Regions from separate parts of the Mus musculus genome. Here all the other regions are linked to region 1. A link is a contact called in public HiCAR-type, HiChIP or PLAC-seq and promoter capture Hi-C data. All regions are on one chromosome and are shown on one strand. Each heading gives the region's core, a stretch centred on a gene start, on an enhancer-like site or on the middle of the called end of the contact. The rest is flanking DNA. Distances are from core to core; before and after follow the strand shown. Region 1 holds the start of Adamts9 (a disintegrin-like and metallopeptidase (reprolysin type) with thrombospondin type 1 motif, 9). Region 2 overlaps Magi1 (membrane associated guanylate kinase, WW and PDZ domain containing 1). Region 3 overlaps Magi1 (membrane associated guanylate kinase, WW and PDZ domain containing 1). Region 4 has its middle 64 kb from the start of Gm22312. Region 5 has its middle 97 kb from the start of Gm22312. Region 6 overlaps Magi1 (membrane associated guanylate kinase, WW and PDZ domain containing 1).

What was found. Promoter capture Hi-C pulls out the DNA fragments that hold promoters and counts their contacts. HiCAR-type assays count read pairs that join an accessible place to other places. HiChIP or PLAC-seq counts read pairs in DNA pulled down with a chosen protein or histone mark.
Region 2: a contact with region 1 is called in a HiCAR-type map of embryonic stem cells, with 5 times the contacts expected there. The contact joins the enhancer-like site here to the promoter of Adamts9 in region 1. A contact is called at or near these places in 6 of 39 promoter capture datasets (the 3T3-L1 cell line, 3T3-L1-derived adipocytes, the C10 cell line and 2 more), 2 of 484 Hi-C or Micro-C datasets (both in embryonic stem cells), 5 of 115 datasets of contacts at active chromatin or transcription factors (differentiating embryonic stem cells, embryonic stem cells and stem cell-derived neural progenitor cells) and 1 of 9 other capture datasets (embryonic stem cells).
Region 3: a contact with region 1 is called in an H3K4me3 HiChIP or PLAC-seq map of forebrain, with 8 times the contacts expected there. The contact joins the enhancer-like site here to the promoter of Adamts9 in region 1. A contact is called at or near these places in 11 of 39 promoter capture datasets (the 3T3-L1 cell line, HPC-7-derived erythroid cells, cranial neural crest and 5 more), 10 of 115 datasets of contacts at active chromatin or transcription factors (cardiomyocytes, craniofacial prominence, embryonic hindbrain and 5 more) and 1 of 9 other capture datasets (embryonic stem cells).
Region 4: an H3K4me3 HiChIP or PLAC-seq map of stem cell-derived neural progenitor cells shows a contact between it and region 1, with 4 times the contacts expected there. The contact joins the enhancer-like site here to the promoter of Adamts9 in region 1. A contact is called at or near these places in 12 of 39 promoter capture datasets (the 3T3-L1 cell line, cancer-associated fibroblasts, cranial neural crest and 5 more) and 13 of 115 datasets of contacts at active chromatin or transcription factors (astrocytes, craniofacial prominence, embryonic basal ganglia and 7 more).
Region 5: a promoter capture Hi-C map of embryonic stem cells shows a contact between it and region 1, with 4 times the contacts expected there. The contact joins the enhancer-like site here to the promoter of Adamts9 in region 1. A contact is called at or near these places in 9 of 39 promoter capture datasets (the 3T3-L1 cell line, 3T3-L1-derived adipocytes, embryonic stem cells and 4 more), 2 of 484 Hi-C or Micro-C datasets (embryonic stem cells and uterus), 12 of 115 datasets of contacts at active chromatin or transcription factors (embryonic forebrain, embryonic hindbrain, embryonic limb bud and 3 more) and 1 of 9 other capture datasets (embryonic stem cells).
Region 6: a HiCAR-type map of astrocytes shows a contact between it and region 1, with 2.4 times the contacts expected there. The contact joins the enhancer-like site here to the promoter of Adamts9 in region 1. A contact is called at or near these places in 5 of 39 promoter capture datasets (the 3T3-L1 cell line, cranial neural crest, embryonic stem cells and 2 more), 2 of 15 datasets of contacts at CTCF or cohesin (embryonic stem cells and stem cell-derived epiblast-like cells), 10 of 484 Hi-C or Micro-C datasets (the STO cell line, embryonic fibroblasts, embryonic stem cells and 3 more), 17 of 115 datasets of contacts at active chromatin or transcription factors (astrocytes, craniofacial prominence, embryonic forebrain and 5 more) and 2 of 9 other capture datasets (adipose tissue and embryonic stem cells).

What each region holds. Positions count from the first base shown.
Region 1 is chr6:92,941,907-92,944,945 of GRCm38.p6, reverse strand. Adamts9 (a disintegrin-like and metallopeptidase (reprolysin type) with thrombospondin type 1 motif, 9) reads left to right here and starts at 1,412. Exons shown (of 40, transcript NM_175314.4): 1 at 1,412-1,905; 2 at 2,499-2,899. The coding sequence starts at 1,791. The region is part of intron 1 of 9530026P05Rik (RIKEN cDNA 9530026P05 gene); the gene reads right to left.
Region 2 is chr6:93,848,204-93,851,118 of GRCm38.p6, reverse strand. The region is part of intron 2 of Magi1 (membrane associated guanylate kinase, WW and PDZ domain containing 1); the gene reads left to right. Among named protein-coding and RNA genes, the nearest start is that of Gm22840, 41 kb to the left of the region's middle. Within about 2 kb of position 1,653, at least 54 of the 459 cell types and tissues checked have an H3K27ac peak or open chromatin away from gene starts, as enhancers often do. A contact at or near this core is called in differentiating embryonic stem cells, embryonic stem cells and stem cell-derived epiblast-like cells, where this site is marked.
Region 3 is chr6:93,698,322-93,701,353 of GRCm38.p6, reverse strand. Magi1 (membrane associated guanylate kinase, WW and PDZ domain containing 1) reads left to right here. Exons shown (of 24, transcript NM_001029850.4): 16 at 1-64; 17 at 1,546-1,738. Among named protein-coding and RNA genes, the nearest start is that of Gm23035, 94 kb to the left of the region's middle. Within about 2 kb of position 1,558, at least 17 of the 459 cell types and tissues checked have an H3K27ac peak or open chromatin away from gene starts, as enhancers often do. A contact at or near this core is called in forebrain and hippocampal neurons, where this site is marked.
Region 4 is chr6:93,572,652-93,575,479 of GRCm38.p6, reverse strand. No RefSeq gene overlaps it. Among named protein-coding and RNA genes, the nearest start is that of Gm22312, 64 kb to the right of the region's middle. Within about 2 kb of position 1,304, at least 32 of the 459 cell types and tissues checked have an H3K27ac peak or open chromatin away from gene starts, as enhancers often do. A contact at or near this core is called in stem cell-derived neural progenitor cells, where this site is marked.
Region 5 is chr6:93,604,989-93,608,067 of GRCm38.p6, reverse strand. No RefSeq gene overlaps it. Among named protein-coding and RNA genes, the nearest start is that of Gm22312, 97 kb to the right of the region's middle. Within about 2 kb of position 1,462, at least 8 of the 459 cell types and tissues checked have an H3K27ac peak or open chromatin away from gene starts, as enhancers often do. A contact at or near this core is called in embryonic stem cells, where this site is marked.
Region 6 is chr6:93,769,574-93,772,347 of GRCm38.p6, reverse strand. The region is part of intron 6 of Magi1 (membrane associated guanylate kinase, WW and PDZ domain containing 1); the gene reads left to right. Among named protein-coding and RNA genes, the nearest start is that of Gm23035, 23 kb to the left of the region's middle. Within about 2 kb of position 1,522, at least 55 of the 459 cell types and tissues checked have an H3K27ac peak or open chromatin away from gene starts, as enhancers often do. A contact at or near this core is called in adipose tissue, astrocytes, forebrain and 2 more, where this site is marked.

The DNA.
Region 1 (3,039 bases), core at 163-2,662:
AGGAACTGGCAGACCTGCCAAGTCATTTTTCCGCTATCATCAGAACTGTATACATCATTGTTTCCAGGATGGGTGGCACTCCCAGCACACTGTTGGCTGGTCTCTACTGGCACTTTGATATTCTCAGTTCTGAGTGGCTGGCCAAGCAGCAGAGAACTCCGGTTCTAGGAAACTTGGGCGATTATAACTTTATTAGTCATATCAGTTACTGAAAATGCCCTTTCCTTTCCCTTTGAATTGGCGCATCCTCTCCTCTGAGAGCTAAGGAAGAAAGGTGCTTTTTTTAACTATCCATGATTTAACAATCTTCCCTCTTTACTTCCTCCCCCTTCTCCCTCTGTTCCTTTCTCCTTTTCTAGAGTTCTGACTTCCAAATGTCTATCTTCAACCCGAGGGAGATGATGGATAACTTGAACTATCTGCTTGGAGCCACTTCCCTGCTTGCATCCTCTCTAATTCTGAGAGCAAGCGGAAGTGACTGGAAATCCCTGGAGGTTCGAGTGCCTTCCCCGGGACCTATGGCCTCACAGTCCTTCCCTACTCCCTTCCCCTCAAATGTCGGGCAGAGTTGGGGGCTTCCAAGTCCCCACCCTCTCTAACCGCACAGTAAGCGTCTTAACCTTTTTTTGGGGGGGGGGGGGCTACAGAAACCTGTAGAGCTCTCGCCACAGGGACAGAGGTCCCGGGAAGACCCGGGTTTAAACAGTTGCGAAACTTTCAGAGAACTGCGGATCAGAAACACAACTAGAACTACTGGACTGAAATAGATCCCTGCCTTTAAAACTCTTGACTTGGGGCAATTAAGTAGAGTGGAGCTCAGGTGACAAATCTGGTTCATAGTGATCAAGTGTAGGACTAGGACGGCGCAAGGCTACTTTTTTTTTTTTTTTTCCTCTTGTAAGGAATGCCAAGTTGGGTGATGGAAAGAGACGGGGGCAGAATGAAGAGGACAGGCAGATACGGAGAAGTGGAGATGGCTCAGTAGAAAGCGGAGAAGGAAGAGACCATCAGAGAAAAGGGACATGGGCCCAAAGAGACCTACACCAAGACCTGGCGAGAGAGAGATTCCAAACCGGAGACCAAAGTAGGAAAGGGGAATCGGAGTGGGTGGCTGAGCGCCACCTCAGAGAGAGAGAACTTTCTCTGCTCTCCCTCCTTCTCAGGGAATCTCTGCTAACCCCACCTCGGGGAGGTGACGCGGACGGCCACCGATTGCTCCGGCACTGCCGGCGCCTCTGGCCTCCGCCTCCGGCAGCTGGAGGGGCCTAAAGCGGTGAGTCCTGGCACCCGCGGCCGAGGAGGGGACAGGATCTACAAGGAGGCGGGCCGCCTGCCCCGTTTTCTCCTCCCCTCTCCTCCTCCTGGAGGCGTGCACCTAGGGTATTTGAGCGCCCGCGGGGGCCCCCGCCCCCTGGCCCCCCATTCAAGAAGCGGCTCGGCTAACTCAGCCAGCAAAGGGCGCCCGGCGCGCCTCGGAGCGCACGTTCCGCGCCTTCTCCTGCCCGCAGGCTGGACATTATGCGGCCGAGCCGCCGAGCCCTAGTCCTCCGCCTCCTTCTCCTCCTCCTGCGGCCCGAGCGCCTCAGCTCACGGCAGGCGGCAGCGTTGCTCAGCGGAGCGCAGACGGGACCCTCTCTGCAGGACCTCAGCGACTCCTAAAGTCAAAAAGTTGGCGGCAGGGCGCCGGGGTTCCGCGCGCTCTCCAAGGCTGCTGCCTCGCGTCGCCGCCAGCCACCAAAGCCGGCAGGAGGGAGGGGGTGGGAGAAGCGGGGGGAGGGGTGAGGAGCACCATGCAGTTAGTATCCTGGGCCACACTGCTAACGCTCCTGGTGCCGGACCTGGTTGAGATGAGGAGCCCTGACTCCGCGGCGGCCGTGCGCAAGGACAGGCTGCACCCGAGGCAAGGTAACATGGCTCTGAACCCTGAAGCCCCCCCCCCACGCCCCCACACACTCCATCGCCACCTTCTTGAACACGCTCTGGGGCGGGCACCCCGCAGTAGAGGCCTCTCTCCTTTTCCTAGAAAGAATTACCTCTCCTTTCGGAACCTCTCCCTTCTCTGGGTCATCCTTAGTCAACTATTAGGGAAGGAAGCACTGCAAGAATTTTAGGGCCACCCCCACCCCCAGTCCTTTTTACCTGACTTTTTTTACCCTCCTTATCCCTTGACCCAAACCAGTCCTAATTAATAGCTTGGATCACCAGATAGCACACATTTTATTTTATTTAGGATATTTATCAGAATCTGTAATTATTTTATGTTTTTATATTTGTTCATTGTCTGACTTCAAATGCTGTAGTCTCGGCCCCTCACCTAGTTCTCGGCTGTTACTATTACAGTAGGCGCTCAACAAATATTTATCCAGTGGTGGAGCGTGAAGGAATTGACTCGAAGTGGCTGCGAAATAAATTAGGACAAAGCCCCCCATCTTCTTTTTAAATTAAAGCTTTCGGGGGAAATGACTGATTAGCTCACTTGCCTCTGTTTCTCCCTGCAGTGAAATTATTAGAGAGTCTGAGCGAATATGAGATCGCGTCTCCCATCCGAGTGAACCCCCTCGGGGAACCCTTTCCCACGAACGTGCACTTCAAAAGAAGGCGGCGAAGCATTAACTCTGCCTCTGACCCCTGGCCTGCCTTCGCCTCCTCTTCGTCTTCCTCTACCTCTTCCCAGGAGCACTACCGCCTCTCAGCCTTCGGCCAGCAGTTTCTATTTAATCTCACCGCCCATACCGGATTTATCGCTCCACTGTTCACTGTCACCCTCCTTGGAGAGCCAGGGGTAAACCAGACCAAGCTGTATTCCGAGGAGGAAATGGAACTTAGGCACTGTTTCTACAAAGGCCATGTCAATACCAAGTCCGAGCACACTGCGGTCATCAGCCTGTGCTCCGGAATGGTAAGTGGGCGCGTGCCCCTTCCCTCCTCCCCGCCTCCTCGTCTGCTTTTTTAAGACTTAATTGCACCCTAGTCTGAACCTACCGAGTCTATGCTCTGGCGTTAAATATCAACCCTGGCTTAGTTCTCGGGAATTGGGGG
Region 2 (2,915 bases), core at 404-2,903, 910 kb before region 1:
GTCATAAACAACTTTTAAAAACAAAGACATGATTGCCATGCCTGGAACAGGCAGTACAGAAGCATTTGTAGTTAAGGTTACAGGTGGGGCATAGTATAATCCTTGTGAAACAGAGGTTTAGTCATAAACAGGAATGAACCGGGTTTGCCTTTACAGCTAAGATTTTTTTTAAGCCTAAAATGGAGGCAGGCTGGTTCTTCCTTCCACCACCGGGAACCATGAAGCTAAGCAGCACCTTGCTGCTGCTCTTCCTCGTCCTTCCCTCTCACAGCACACTGGTCGTTGTGTGCCATCAGCATGGCTACGTTTGCTGTTGCCCTGAGCAAGAAGCGAGAGGGTCAGTTCATCGGGAAAGGTGTGGTCGTACAGTGTGGATGAAACTCGGGGTAGATGAACGGAAGCCCTGAGAGGCAGAGCTGAAGGGCCTTGAGCTCTCCACTGCTCTCAGGAAGCTTCTGGAAATGCACTATGATGTCTGTTTGTTGGGGGAAAAAAGTGATAATTTTTATTTTTAGATCAATATCTACTATATCAAAACTCCTTGGTCAAAACACAGCTAGGGATGTAGCTCAGTTGGTAGAGTGCTTGTATAACATTCCCAAAGCCCTGGTGGGTTCAGCTTCTAGCTCTGGATATACCATGATTGATGGTACATCTCTAAGCCCAGGGGATACGGAAACAGGATGATCGGAAATTCAAGGTCAGCCTTTGTTACACTTTGAGTTTAAGGCCAACCTAGGCTACATGAGACCCTGCCCCCCAAACAAAAACAAAAGATCCTTTTTATTATAATACAGGTCCTTTTCAAAACAAATAAAAAATATATAGCTCTTTATATATTTTAGATTTATATCTAGTCTCCTATTTTTTAGCTATGGGATTCTCTTTCTTCTTGGTACTGTGCATATAGCAGTAAGCTTCACCAAGCTCCCCATTATGAAGCAGGGATATAGAAGTGGATCTGGGGAGGAATACCTCTAATCCCAGGAGGTAAAGGTGTGAGTCGGGAAATTAAGGCAGGTCTCATCTGCAGCACTGAGTTCGAAGCCAGCTTGTTCTGCATTAGATCCTGTTTCCTCTCAATTAGAAAAAAAAAAGGTAATATATAAACCCAAAAGAAATGTAAAATGCCAGTGGTGATGCATACTTCAGTGGAGCGTAATAAAGCAGCATGAGCTGATGGAATAAAGGGCACATTGCTATTTTAGATAAAGTGGTCCAGTAGCAAATACAAATTAAGAAGTCTTCTGTTGGTGGTGATGATTGCCTTAGCTACCGAGTGTCTGAGTCGGCCTGGCGTGTGGCTTCGGACTTCCCTCTGAGCCTATCTGATTGCCAAGCCCTTTCAGCCTGTGATTTGATCTGAATGTTGCCTTAGATTCGTGAGGAAGCAGAAACACATTTCCTTCATAACAGAATGTGCAGGGAGGCAGAGCTGCTGCCCTTATAGCGGGGGCTGATCCTGCTCTGTTTAGAACGCCTTGCCAGTGACCAAGAAGTCCTCTGTGTTTCTAATCCTAGAAGGAAAACATACTTGACAAAGTACTGATGAAACAGTGAGAGGGACATTTGGTGCATATGCTGTAGTTCTGTGAAGAGCCACCTGTCATGTCTTCAGAAAGTGCTCCATGCAGGGCAACCGATTCACATGCTAACTAGCTGCACACACCCCATCTGAAGCTGGGAAGGCCAATTCCTTTGTGTTTCCAGCAGCAGGCAAAGCAGTGCCCTGCTTTTCATCCCAAGTTGTGCTGCAGAGTTACTTAACATATGTTTCCTTACACTCCTGTTATTGAGCACATATGCTTTGGCCCACAATCACAAACTCAGAGACAGGTTAAAAGGACAGGGCCTCCCCAGGGGGTGGTATTCTTGTTCCCTAGAGAATGGTATTTTCTTTCAAATGGCCCCCTGGGAGCAGTGGAGAAAGTTCTGTTTGGTGGTAGTTTATGTGTGTGCATGTGTGCCTTGTTTCCCTGAGGGGGGAGGAGATAGTGAGGATGCAAGGGCAAAGGGAGAGAACATGGCTGTTTGGGGTTCATCTATATTGGACATAAATTGACGTTGGGCTATATTAGCTGAGATTATAGTCTCTAACAGATCTTGCTGATTGATGAGAACCACGTTGATGCAGTAATTATTTTTTTAGTCCAATTACACACTTCTTTTAGACACCGTTATATTTTATCTGCCATATCTGGGAGTGTCGCATTATGCATCTCCTTTCACGTGATTGATTTTTGAATGTATGTTTCAGAAAGTACTTGGCACACAAGAGAAATGTCTCAGGATTTGAGAGAGGGACAGATCAGAAAAAGGATGCTGCGTGCCCTTCAGCCTGACTAAAGGATAGCCCTTGGGTTTGTACCACATAAAGGATCATTCCTGACTGTGGTGTTTGTTGTCTGTTGAAGCTGTTACTCCCCTGGTTCCCAGCAGTGTCTCCTGGTTTTGACCCGTGTGTTAACTGAGAATGTAAATGGTCCTACTGTTTCTATGACAGTGAGTGACTGCTTCCTTTCATGTCACACTCCAGTGATTCTGCAGTGGAAGGAGAGGGTTTGGAAAGTTATTTTGGAAACATTTGAATCTGATGCCAATCACCTGAATTTGACTTTTCTTACAAAGCTTAGCCAGCCAGCCTTTGGAGACTCTCATTTAGAACCCACCCATCTTCACTGTTTCCATCCTATGTCTTCTTCTGAATGTTGAGCATTCAGCCATGGGGTGATGCAGGTGATGTAGTACAGTTTATAGAGAATGATGAGCATAGAACAGTAGACTGATGCTTATAGCAGATGCTACGGGAAGATGTAGAACATGATGACATGGTAGGGAAACACCAGAGGCTGGGTCTTCCTAAGAGGGTTGAGCATAGCTTTCAGGGGGAAACAATGTCTTTGTAGTATCACAGT
Region 3 (3,032 bases), core at 309-2,808, 760 kb before region 1:
CCTCTGGAGAAAAGAAACCGGATTTGGATTTAGGATTCTGGGTGGAAATGAACCAGGGGAACCCGTGAGTCTTTTATCTGTTTCCTTCCCCAGTGCTGTTTGCTAAGGCTTCAAAGGAAATCGGCAGCAATGACAGATCACCAAGATAGGAATCCAGCTAGCTGTGGCTCTGGGCTCTTTCATGCTGGGTAGTATGGATCTCAGACTGGCTTTTTGTGGAGCTGCATGTGTTGTTGTTGTTGTTGTTGTTGTTGTTGTTTGTCTTGAGGAAGAAGGAAAGTAATGTTCTGTACAGCTTCTGTGTGTGCTGGGGAATGTGAGCAGCTGTCCACACACACACACACACACACACACACACACACACACACACACACACTAAGAAGGAAAGCAAAGGGCAAATTGAGCATCCTAACAAAGCTCTGTGGCATGTGCAACAGGGAGAGGGTATGTGTACTTGAGTAGACAGTGTCGGGAGGGGTCTGTGTAGTAAATGACTAGAGCACAGAGGGAACTTCCCCAGGCAGCAGTACTGGTTCAGGAAAATGGCACCCTGTCTTTAAAGAACAGAAAAAGGCCCCTGAACAGTGATGTAGAAACACCAAGTCTCCTTCCTGGGCCTCAGTCTCATAGAGTAAGTTGACTTTAATGTCACAACGTCCTTTGCAGGGAAAACAAAAGAGAAGAAGCCTTGTCCCTTTGGAATAAAAGCTGTTATTCCTGGAGCAGTTACTGTGTGTGTGGTGTGCTCGCTAAAGACTTTTAACACATGTTCTCTCCGTTATCCAGGATGTATTCCTGTTTTTCAAACCAGAAAATAAAAGCCCCAGAAAGATTAATTAGCTGGCCCAAGGTCACAGAGGTAGTATAAATGGAGGGTCTGACACAGCCCAAGTCCTTCATCCTTTTGTTCCTGTACCTTCTAAACTCTAAATGTCATGTAAAGAAAAGGATAGCATTATTGTCTACTGAGAAGGCAAAGCCACACACCAATATTTAAACTCACATTTAGTGAACAGTGAAACTTCAAGACATTAGATATAAGCATTCCTCTGCCTTATGGTCCTGAAAGATGGCCAGACTGCTTCATTTTTCCCTCCTTTTATACTGTTTAGTGAAATGCCCTACTGCTAAGCAGACAGTACTAGACCCTTTAAGAGAAGAGGTGTCAATATAATTAGTGGGGTGCAATGAAAGTGAGTTTCTTGAATCGACAGGAAATGAGGAAAAGCCTTTCATGTAAGGAAATAGTGGTCATTTTCCCAGAGTAGAAGAAAAATACATGATTGACAGACCACAGATGCATCTATTTCAGAGAGCCCTGTAACAAATAGTTACTCTTTCCACAAACTGCTACAGGACCTGGCACAATGCCTTATACACAGTAGGTGCACAATGCCTTATACACAGTAGGTGCTCAATAATTGTTTGTGGCATGCATGTGGATATGAGTAAAGTGAATTTATTTTTAGAGATGCATGGGCCATCAGTCTTGATAGTAAACCCAACACAGGGCAGTGTTTCACTCGTCATCTGATTACTCAACAGATTTATATCGGTCACATCGTACCGCTGGGTGCTGCTGACACAGACGGCCGCCTGAGGTCTGGAGATGAATTAATCTGTGTGGATGGGACACCAGTAATTGGGAAATCACACCAGCTCGTGGTCCAGCTTATGCAACAAGCTGCCAAGCAAGGCCATGTCAATCTCACAGTGAGGCGGAAAGTGGTCTTTGCCGGTATGTTTTTCATTCATTCCTCCAGACCGTGCTCTTGTCTGCGTCTGCCTCCTCAAGCTTCTATTTTAGCAAATGTTTGCAAATGTGATCGAGCTCAGACTTTCCAGATGGTTTGTTTCTCGCCAGCCCTGCTGTCATTCAGATGTAGTTTAATATGCTGTTTGCATATGATCCAGAAAGACGTCCAGAGAGTGCTAGTTGACCATACATCCTCCCGCCACTTGCCCCCTCACCAACCAGAACTCAGACTTCCTCTTCACTAGGAGATAATCCTCTCAAGAGCCCATCAGGACTGTGAGAAAAGGTCAGCTCGGGATGCAAAGAACAGAAGCCAGGTTTGGGCTGCGAAATGAGCTCGCCCTCATACCAGCACCTTGCTCTTGTTTTGCCCCTCAAGGCTTTTCTTTGTCCCTCACTGAAAAGCCAAAGAGCTGGCCGGTTCTAGGGAATCCCTGATTTCCTCTGCAATTTTTAAAATACCCTTTCAGGATCAACTCACAAAGAACGCTTCTCCAAATGCTGTCTGGTTTTAGCACCCCCTTCCTGCCATGCCTGTGCCTCGGAGGGTATTTCCGTCTCTGACTCTGCCACTTTAAGAAAGCTGCGGCATATCTGTTCTTTCCTGAAGCGTATGTCTTTCCAGTTCCCCTTTGCATCCAGCCTATACTCAACGCCGGTATGGCAGACTCCAGAAGAGGATGATTAACCGTTGTGTCAGTTGATTTACTGAACAAGTATGGTGTGAAACTGTGGGTTCTCTGTGGTCTTAATATCAGAGTAGCAGTTACCTACCAGATAAAATTAATTGGCCCTTAAAAAAATACTAATGTAGCTTACTTTAAGTGATATATAAGTAATTACAATATGATGTTATTAAATGCCAATATAAGAGTCTAATGGCAGCCATTGAAAATGGTCCCATTCCACCACAGATTGTGTCCTTAGAACTCATTCCAGGCCACCAAAGCTCTTTTACCATGCAGCTGGTGGCAGTCAGCTAGTTTGGTTTGAGTTTTGAGATGACTTGAAAACTATTTGATTTCCCTGGTTTAAATTAAAGTAGCAAGACAATGTAAATTTCGCTCTATTATTTCAGGTTTATTTTGAAAGACTTAAAACGTTTGGGATTTTTATCATGTTGGTCCTTTACAGACATCATATTAAGTGAAAGTAGGTAAACAGATAGCAAGCAGAAAGGGGGAGAACCGGAGAGTTGTTCTCCAATGGTGAGGGCTTCCCATGGGGAAGCTGATGAAATTCTGTCACAGCGTGACCATACACCTGAGTTACATGT
Region 4 (2,828 bases), core at 55-2,554, 630 kb before region 1:
AGAAAATGGGTCCCAGCAGGAGAAGATCTCTGAGTATTTAATCTCTCATCGCTACTGTCTAGGCACGGATGGGCTTGGGTTGCCTGGGTGTGAATTGTGGTTACTGTTTCTCAGTTTCTGGTAATGAGGAAACCATAGAAAGTATCCAATAAGCTTCTGGATATTGATCATGACCCCTTCGGGGATGGAGGTCCAATGACCCTTTCACAGGGCTTACCTACGACCCCTGGAAAACACAGATATTTGTATTACAATTCACAAGAATAACGAAATTACAGTTATAAAGCGGGAACAAAAACAGTTTAATGGCCAGGGGTCACCACAACCTGGGGAACTGTATTAAAGGATCACAGCATCGGGAGGTGGGAACCACTGCTCTGGGGAAGGACGCTCCTCGCAGGTCTTAGGGTTTGAAACGGGAAAGGATGTTATTTGTGTATTGTATTCAGCAAAGGGAATATTGAGGTCACTTTTAAGGCGTGACCGTAAGACAAGAGGGGCTAGCCAGACAAAGAGGTTAGGAGTGAGGCTGGGGTGAATGCGGGAAGACTATCCCAGGAAGAAGGAGTGGTGTTGCAAAGGGACTGAGAAGGGAAGAGCTTACTATCTTTGAGGATATTGAAATGGACCAGCATGGCCAAATGGATGCATAGGGACCAGCTGGGCCCATAGACTACATAAGGGACCTGTTCTGTTTTGCTAATTAGATTGCCATACAAAGCTGAGATTTTGTTCAAAATACCAGGGAAGTCAATTGAGGGTTTTTTGTTTTTTGTTTTTTGTTTTTTTTTGTCAAGGAGGGACACAATTCAATTTTTATAAAAGAACATAAAGCCTTATAAAGTGTCTGTGAGGAGGGTGGATCAGAGGGAAACAAAGAATCAGGCAAATCAATATGAGGTCATTTGAGACATCTTGAAGAGGGGCGGATAGTCTTGGGTGATAGGACCAGTGAGAGCAAGATTGATGAATTAAGAGCAAAACTAGGAGGCAGAGAAAGGAAGGACTCAGTGATAGCTTAGCTGTGGGGCAGAGTTGTTAGGGTGGGAGGAGGCATCTAGGATGTACCCTTGTTTCTGTCTCAGGCAGCCAGGAATGTGTGTATAGGTGCTTGAGTTCTGCCGTCGACCCAGTTCTATTCTGAAACTGGATTTCTTTCACTTCAAGTCCTAACCACTGCCCTCCCTCCTCCTCGTGTCTGCTTCGTGTCTGGAGAGAAAGCAGCTTCTTTCCTGAGCAAGCTGTGCACCTTGCCAACAGAATGAAAGCTGCACTCCCTTTTGATAGTCAGTGCCACATGACCAGCCTCTCTGGCATGCAATACTGGATCCCTGAATGATTTAACATCTGTTCCTCTTACTCAGCCCTAATCTGAATGCACTGCCTGTTGATTATCTCAGACACAACTTATTACCCTGAATCTAAGACTCCTTCTGTACTGTTTCAATTAATGGGACCATGAGTGTGTGTGCTCTAGAATGGCGGAGCACAGCCAGGTTTAATTTAATTGATTTAATTTGCATGTCTCATTCTGAAAGAATTATGTGTCATAAATTCACCTACTGGCAGGACCTGGCCAGTGCTGCTTCCTTTGCGAATACACAATTAGCTTGTCTAAAGGTTCTCCCAACCCTTGTTGCATTAAGTTCTCCTGAGATGCCTAATGTGTGCTCTCTTTGGGAAATGGAGTGAGTCTGGGGGAGCTGTGCTTAGCATTAGACTGCATATAAGAGAGGCAAATGCCATGGGAACTTACATCATCTTGGCTGCCATCTCTAAGGGAGTTATTGAGGCTCTTGGCCTGGGAGCTGAAGCTAGAGCAGATACTGTGGAAGGTGAGTATCATGGGCAAGGGGGCTTTGTATCCTTCCAACCAAAGGCATACTTCCTGGATACTACTGAAGGTTTTCTATGAGGCTGTGTAGAGAAAACAAAGTGATGCAGACCTTTATTTCACATATGTAATGTATGTATATATATTTCAATGCATATGGATAGGTATATGATGGGAAATTATCAATTATGCAACAGCATCTCTACCTGTGGCAGATGATGAACAGTACCATTGCACACAGAAGGTAGCTTGGTGCTTTTTGTTGTCCCTGGCACCCAGGAGCTCCCTTGTTCCAGTAGCTGGAGCAACTACACTTAGCCATCCCAGCATACTTCTCGGCCTCTTCCTCCTGCTCTGTAACTATAGGTGGAGTCTTTCTGATTGGCTGTTAACTATTCTGAATTCTCTCCTTTCTCTCTGTGTGTAAATTTTTGGTCAATTTTATGCTAAAATTTCTTTCATACATTCATTCAGTTGACAAAGACTGGGTACGGACTAGATACCAGGAGCTGCGCTAATTTTACAGACCAGGGGACTGAATTAGATAATGACCTGTGCTTAAGAGAGTTAGTTCAGGAATGAAGACTGTTACATAAACGAAAGTCTAATGACAGGGGTGACTAAAAGGAACTGTATGATTCTTGGGGGCTTCTACTCCTGCCCAAGGTTATAATGTTGTGGGCAGCCAGAGAAAATCTCTTACAGGATCTAACCATAGAGCTGAGTCTCACAGAATGAATGGGGTCAGTTACCCTTAGGAAGGATGGAGGTGAGGGAGGAGACCCACTGGGTTTCACTGAAGAGACTATATGAAAGGTAGGAGAGGCAGATGGTACCAATGCAGGTAAAAACTGGTATATGCAGTATTTACAATTTTGTTTGCTGGGCATTCATTTTGCTAATAAAACATGTCTCTTACTTTGGAAGTGTGTGTGTGTGTGTGTGTGTGTGTGTGATCACTGTAGCCCCACTAATCTTACATTGTTAATTTGAA
Region 5 (3,079 bases), core at 213-2,712, 660 kb before region 1:
CCCATGGAAACCCTCAAACAATTCAAACATTTTGAAGGCTATTTGTTGCTACTGTCCACAAATTCATACTAAGACCTTATTGCCAAAGACAACATTTACATATCTCATTGAACATGGAGAAGTTGAGTTAGTACCTATTTAGAGCCTTCAACCCTACTGACTAGTGTTCTTGGTACTAGAAGTTATTCTGCACAACCCAGCTACAATAGCAGCCTGCCTATATGATACAGTACAACAGTGGCATGAAAGTCGTGTGAGTAACCAACCACTATCTGATTTGATTTAAGGCCCATTCCATGAGATGGAACCCATGACTGACAGTATTCAGGTGGCCAAGAACCTGAGACTAACTAGGTCATTGGCCTAGGGTAAAATCAACTACTATCATTTTGGAAAAGGAACATAACAATAAAATGACTCCTCATGGCATATTGCTATACTCATAGATCAGTGCCTGCTCAGCCATCTTCCTCTTACAGTAGACAGGAATTGATATGGAGATTTACAATTGGATAATGTGCAGAGAGTGAGAGACCTTGGACCACTCAGCTCTACATGGGATATATTCATCAAATCTTTCCCCTCAGGGCTCAGGGAACTATATAGAAGAGGAGGCAGAAAGACTGTAAGAGACAGAAGGGATGAAGCAATCTCCAATTGATAATTGCTTGCAAAGGGAAATTTAGTTTTCTCTAGTGGTTACTGGGTATTCAAATCACAGTTAAGGTCAGGCCCCATGGCCAGCAGTAGATGGCCAATGCAAAACAAACTCAATGTCATTTTAGGAGTTGTTGTTTTTGTTTTTGTTTTGTTTTGTTGGTTTTTTTTTTTTTTTGCTTGTATATTGATTTTGTTTTTTTTTTTAGGGTTTTGTGTCTGGTTTTGTGAATGTGTTTCTTGTGGTACTCTCCCACCCCCACTTGCTCTGGTCCGATTTGTTTTTTATTTGCCTGTTCATTTTCATAAACAAAAACCAACAAAAAAACGTTGTTTTTTGTTGGATGGGTGGGGAGGTGAGGGAGGAGAGATCAAGATCAGAATGTATTCTATGAAAAATATTTTCATAAAAATATGATTACAAAGCAATTGAAAAAAGTTAAATTCATTTTAGACTGATACATAAACACATAAATCATGCATATTTATGAGTAGCATGAGATGTTTGGTAATATATGCATTGTCCCATGCATCTGTGTCTTCAAATACCTGCCATTTCTTTATATAAAGATTTTTAAAAAAAAAAAAACCTGACCTTGACCCTTTATTACAGAACAGCACATTATTTTCTTCTGTAGCCCCGCAGACCTCCTTAGTCCTATGTAACTATAACGTAGCATCTACTGACAAGCATTTCCCCACCCTGTTTCCTTTCTACTCTCCCTGGCCTCTTACAAACACCATCTTTCTGGTGCCTTCTATAAAACCAACCTCTTTACCTCTGTGTGTACGTGACAGCACACACCCTTTGCCACTCTGTGATTGTCTTATGTCACTGAACATAATGATCTAGCATCATGTGTGTTATCACCCAGGACAGAATTTCAGCCTTTTCTGGCTGAATAGCATCCCAGCATCCCATTGTGAATTTGTACCAGGTTTCTTCCTCCACTCGTCATGTGACAGACGTTTAGGTTGAGTTTGCTATTCAGCTGTGATGAGCACTGTTGTAATGCACCTAAGAGAACTGTGTCCCCTTGCTGTGTTGTTTGGATACATACAAAAGAATGGGAGAGCCTGGTTACATCTGGCTTGATATAGTTTTTACAGTCTCCAGACAGCCATACTAACTTACAGTTACCCCAACAGTGTGGCTGGGTTTTTTTCCTACACACACTCACTAGCCTTTGTTATCAGCTCCATAATACTCACTGCTACAGTGAGGTGATGTCTCCTGCTACGCTCTCTGGTCGAGTCAACTGGACAAGCCGAAAGGCTTAAAAGTCACTCATGAGGCAAAAGAGTTTCAAGGAAGCTCTCCTCCTGGAGTCTAGTGTTCTCTACCCATACATTAATTTTTCATTCCCAAGTTCCATTACCGCGCTAGTCTAGAGTATGGATCCACGTGCTCTCTTTCAGTATTTTCCTATAAGTGCTCTGACATGGCTAAAGCCTTCCGCCAGTGTTCCAACAGTCCAAGGGTGTCCTTGACCAAGATCAAGGGTTTAGAATTCAGCAAGATTGTAAAAGCTAAGTCACTCCCTTACACAGGAATTTACCATCACTTAAAAAGAAGGAAGTTTCAGACCAAAGGAAAAACCAGAATAGATACTATAGCAGAGTTACACCCATACACACCTATTTACAATGGCCTAAGGGGAAGGTGGACTATACAAGAGACTAAATTAGGAACTGTGGCAAGGACGCGAAGCCCTTGACCCTGGCTTCTAAGATTAGTGAATTTTAGGTGGAGCCCTTGTTGATCCCAGCTGTTATCAATGTATTCTATCCTGGGTGGTTCCCGTTAGACCTTTTGTGTTTACATTCCTCTGTTTTATGTAAGATTCCGGTTACCTCAATTGTACCTTGCGAATATGTCACCCAACTTCCTTATTGTCCTCTGCATAAAAAGTCTGATGCTCGAGTTGTAAAATTACATTCAGATTCCACACAAACTCTCCTGCGTGTGTGTCTGTCTGTCATTCATCCACGCTTTGCCCACCCGCATCGAGAGACCCCGTTCCACGCAGACATAGGGACCCAGAAGGTCTGCGGCAGTCTCCATATAGTTTAACTAACGTTTCCTTCACAGGGAGTGACAGTGAATATTTTGCACACACCTGTTAGCCATTTGCAGGCCTTTACACAATCATTTATGTCCAGTGCCCACTTTCTAATGATTTGTCTGCTGTGCCCTCTGTTGAGCATTTTCCCCACTTTGTAGGCTGCTTCCTCACCATTTCCTGGGCTGCTCCAGGGCTTTGCGTGTGGTGCGCTCTCATTAACTCATTTTCCCCTCTGCTTCCTGTGATTTGGGGATTTTATGCCAAAGGATCCTTTCCTGTTCTGATGGCTTTATGGTTGCTTCTAGTAATTTTACAATTCCAGTTCTTACGTGTAATTCTTTAGCCCAGTGGTTCTC
Region 6 (2,774 bases), core at 273-2,772, 830 kb before region 1:
CACTACAAGGTTTCTGTGAACTGTACTTTAGTACAACTTCATGGAACAGGTTTAATATCTTTGACAAGAGATGAGTTTGAAGGCAGTTTAACCATTTTTATTACATTGGATCTTCAAAGTCCATGTCTACCATAAGTACATGGGAAATGTATGATAATAGATGATAGAAGGCCTTTCATTGAGAAAACTGCTGTGGAACGGGTGCATTAAGAAGGGCTACAGAAATTTTTTTTTTCACTAACAGCATTTTCCTTGACACAAGTATACATGCATATCCAGTGCAGGTCATTCAGTAATTATCTCATCAATATTAGAATCACATATTTCATTCATTTAGAATGATATATGAGTGCATAGACAGCATAAACACATAGTCACATAATGGCAGCTGTCAGTTTGTGGTTTTGCTGTAAGCACAGAGCTGCCTTGCCTCACTGTTTGCTGTCATGATCTGGATCAAGAAATTCTACTTCTCACACATACTGTGCCTGCAAAGTACTATACAGTTAAAAGTCTTATACTCTGCTCCACCTGCCCATGGAATTTTATTCATAAATATAATTACTCCTTTGGTCATCAATATTTGTCTAGCACCATTAGAAGTCTTGACCTTCCTTGTAGTATCAGGTCAATATTTTTAGTTGCCTGTGTTTTTGCTCCAGCGGGCTGTCTCAAAGAGATTTCTGACTCAGGATAATTAGAACTGAACTATTGACCCTATACTCAATGCTCCTCGTGTTGGTTGGAAGTAAATGGGTACACATTCAGGAATCCAATTGATCCATCACCTTTCTTCACCTCCATTTCTAATGCACGAGTCAGCTCAGTTCACATGCTTCCTTAATATGTCTGAAATCCACTCCATCTTTTCTTCCCCACCTGTAGAGCTCCTAGCTGGGTTACACAAGTCTCCTACCCAGATCCCTTCCTTCTGCTGCTCTCAGCAGTTGGTTGCTTTGGGGGTTGTTTTGTTTTGTTTTCTATGTCAGTGTGAGGGTGTCTTCTCTGCACTGCTGGGGCCTCTCTGGTTGCTTAGTAACTGCCTGTTCTGGTCTGCCTGTCCAGCCACCCTCGCTCTGCTCTGCCCTGCCCTGCCTTTTGCTTTGCACTCCCTCTAGACCTCGCTGAGTTGCTGCCTAACAGTTGGATGCTCAGGGCTTCCTCCTTAGAATGTGGTCACATTGCTCACAGTTGCTGAATATCTTCTATGTGAGACATCCATCCGTTGGAGACCCTGCAGACATGTCAGTGAATGCGACAGCAAAGCATCCGACTCTCACAGAGCTTGAATTGAGTGGTTTTCATTGACACCCATGCATCTTTCACATTGTAGCTCAGATACCATTTCCATGACCTTGGCTTCAGATACATACATTCACGTCACTCTAGTGTGTAGCGTACTCTGGAGACTTAGGCATGGTCTTAATTTCACTGAATTTTGTTTAGTTTTGTACATGTCTTTTCTTCCAAAAGAGTCATTGTATTTGTGCCAGTTTTAACAGTTGCCTAACACAGTGGCTGGCACATACTCACTGGGGTGGGGGTGGGGTGAGCAAGCCTTCCCGTGCACCTCATTAGGTAATACTAAATAGGCAGTTTTGCATTTTGTAATATCTTTGAGGTTTCCTTGTTCTTAAGTGGGAAGTCACTTATTACAGACCTTATTTTATTTAAATCTGATCATTTAAACAATAATAACAACAAAAAGAATGCTATTCAAAACTGATTGCTCATGCCAGCTGGGCATGGCAGCCTGTCTGTAGACTCTACCAGGAGGCAGAGACAGAATCCTGAGGTCAAACTAGCTACCAGGATTAGCTGATTAATGGTTAGTATCTAAGACAGTCCACAGTGTACCCTGAACACTGGCATATACACTGGAAAGAGGTTTGAACCCCCTTGCCTCTGGGGTCATGTAGCTTCCTTCCAGGGTAGGCGACAGCCACCTGCTCTCTGTAGCTCGGGAGCCTTTAACAACAAAATGAATGTTGTGTGCTGTGCCATGTTCTCATCTCAGTAATAACCAACTTATTTTATTGACAGCCAGAGGAGGTCAGAGGTGACTTGTTTTGCTAGCTGAAATAATTGAGCACAATTTACACTCAACTATGTCTGAACCGTTGGCTTAGAAAGCTTATGTACAAATCAACAAACAAACTCAAATCGGTGAGCTCTGCCTGCCATGATGCCCCTTCAGCGCAGCCTTCAAGCATCATTTCCTTGATATGTATCACCGTGGCATAGTTGATCTTTCTCCCCCTCTTGAAAGGCACTGGGGACATTATACAATCTCCCTTTTCAATTTGACCTCACTTTCCCTTTTCCAAGCCGCATTACTTTTAAGTTAAGTAATGCTCTAATTGCGAGTGTAATTGCTTCTGTGATGAGAGGATTATTGAAGGATTAAAAGGACCTATATCGAAAGGTCTCACGGCTTTGTCTGCTGCAAATAAGGTCTGTAATAAGTGACTTCCCACTTAAGAACATAGAAACCTCAGAGGTATTTGTCATCATTTACAACCAATCAAATAACATTTTGACATGCAAGGAAATGAGCCGTCTAATTATTTTGCCAATATCAGCTCTTACCATTTTGTGATTTACACTGAGGTCAGAAGTTTACTAGCCAAAGCCAGTGAAACTAACCACAATTCAGGTAAGGTCGCTGTAATGATGTTTTTTTTTTTTTTTTTTTTTTTTTTTTTTTTTTCCTGCTGTTTTTCTAATGGAGTTTCTCTCTTGGTGCTGGTGTCTGAATTTGTCTTTCTCTTTTC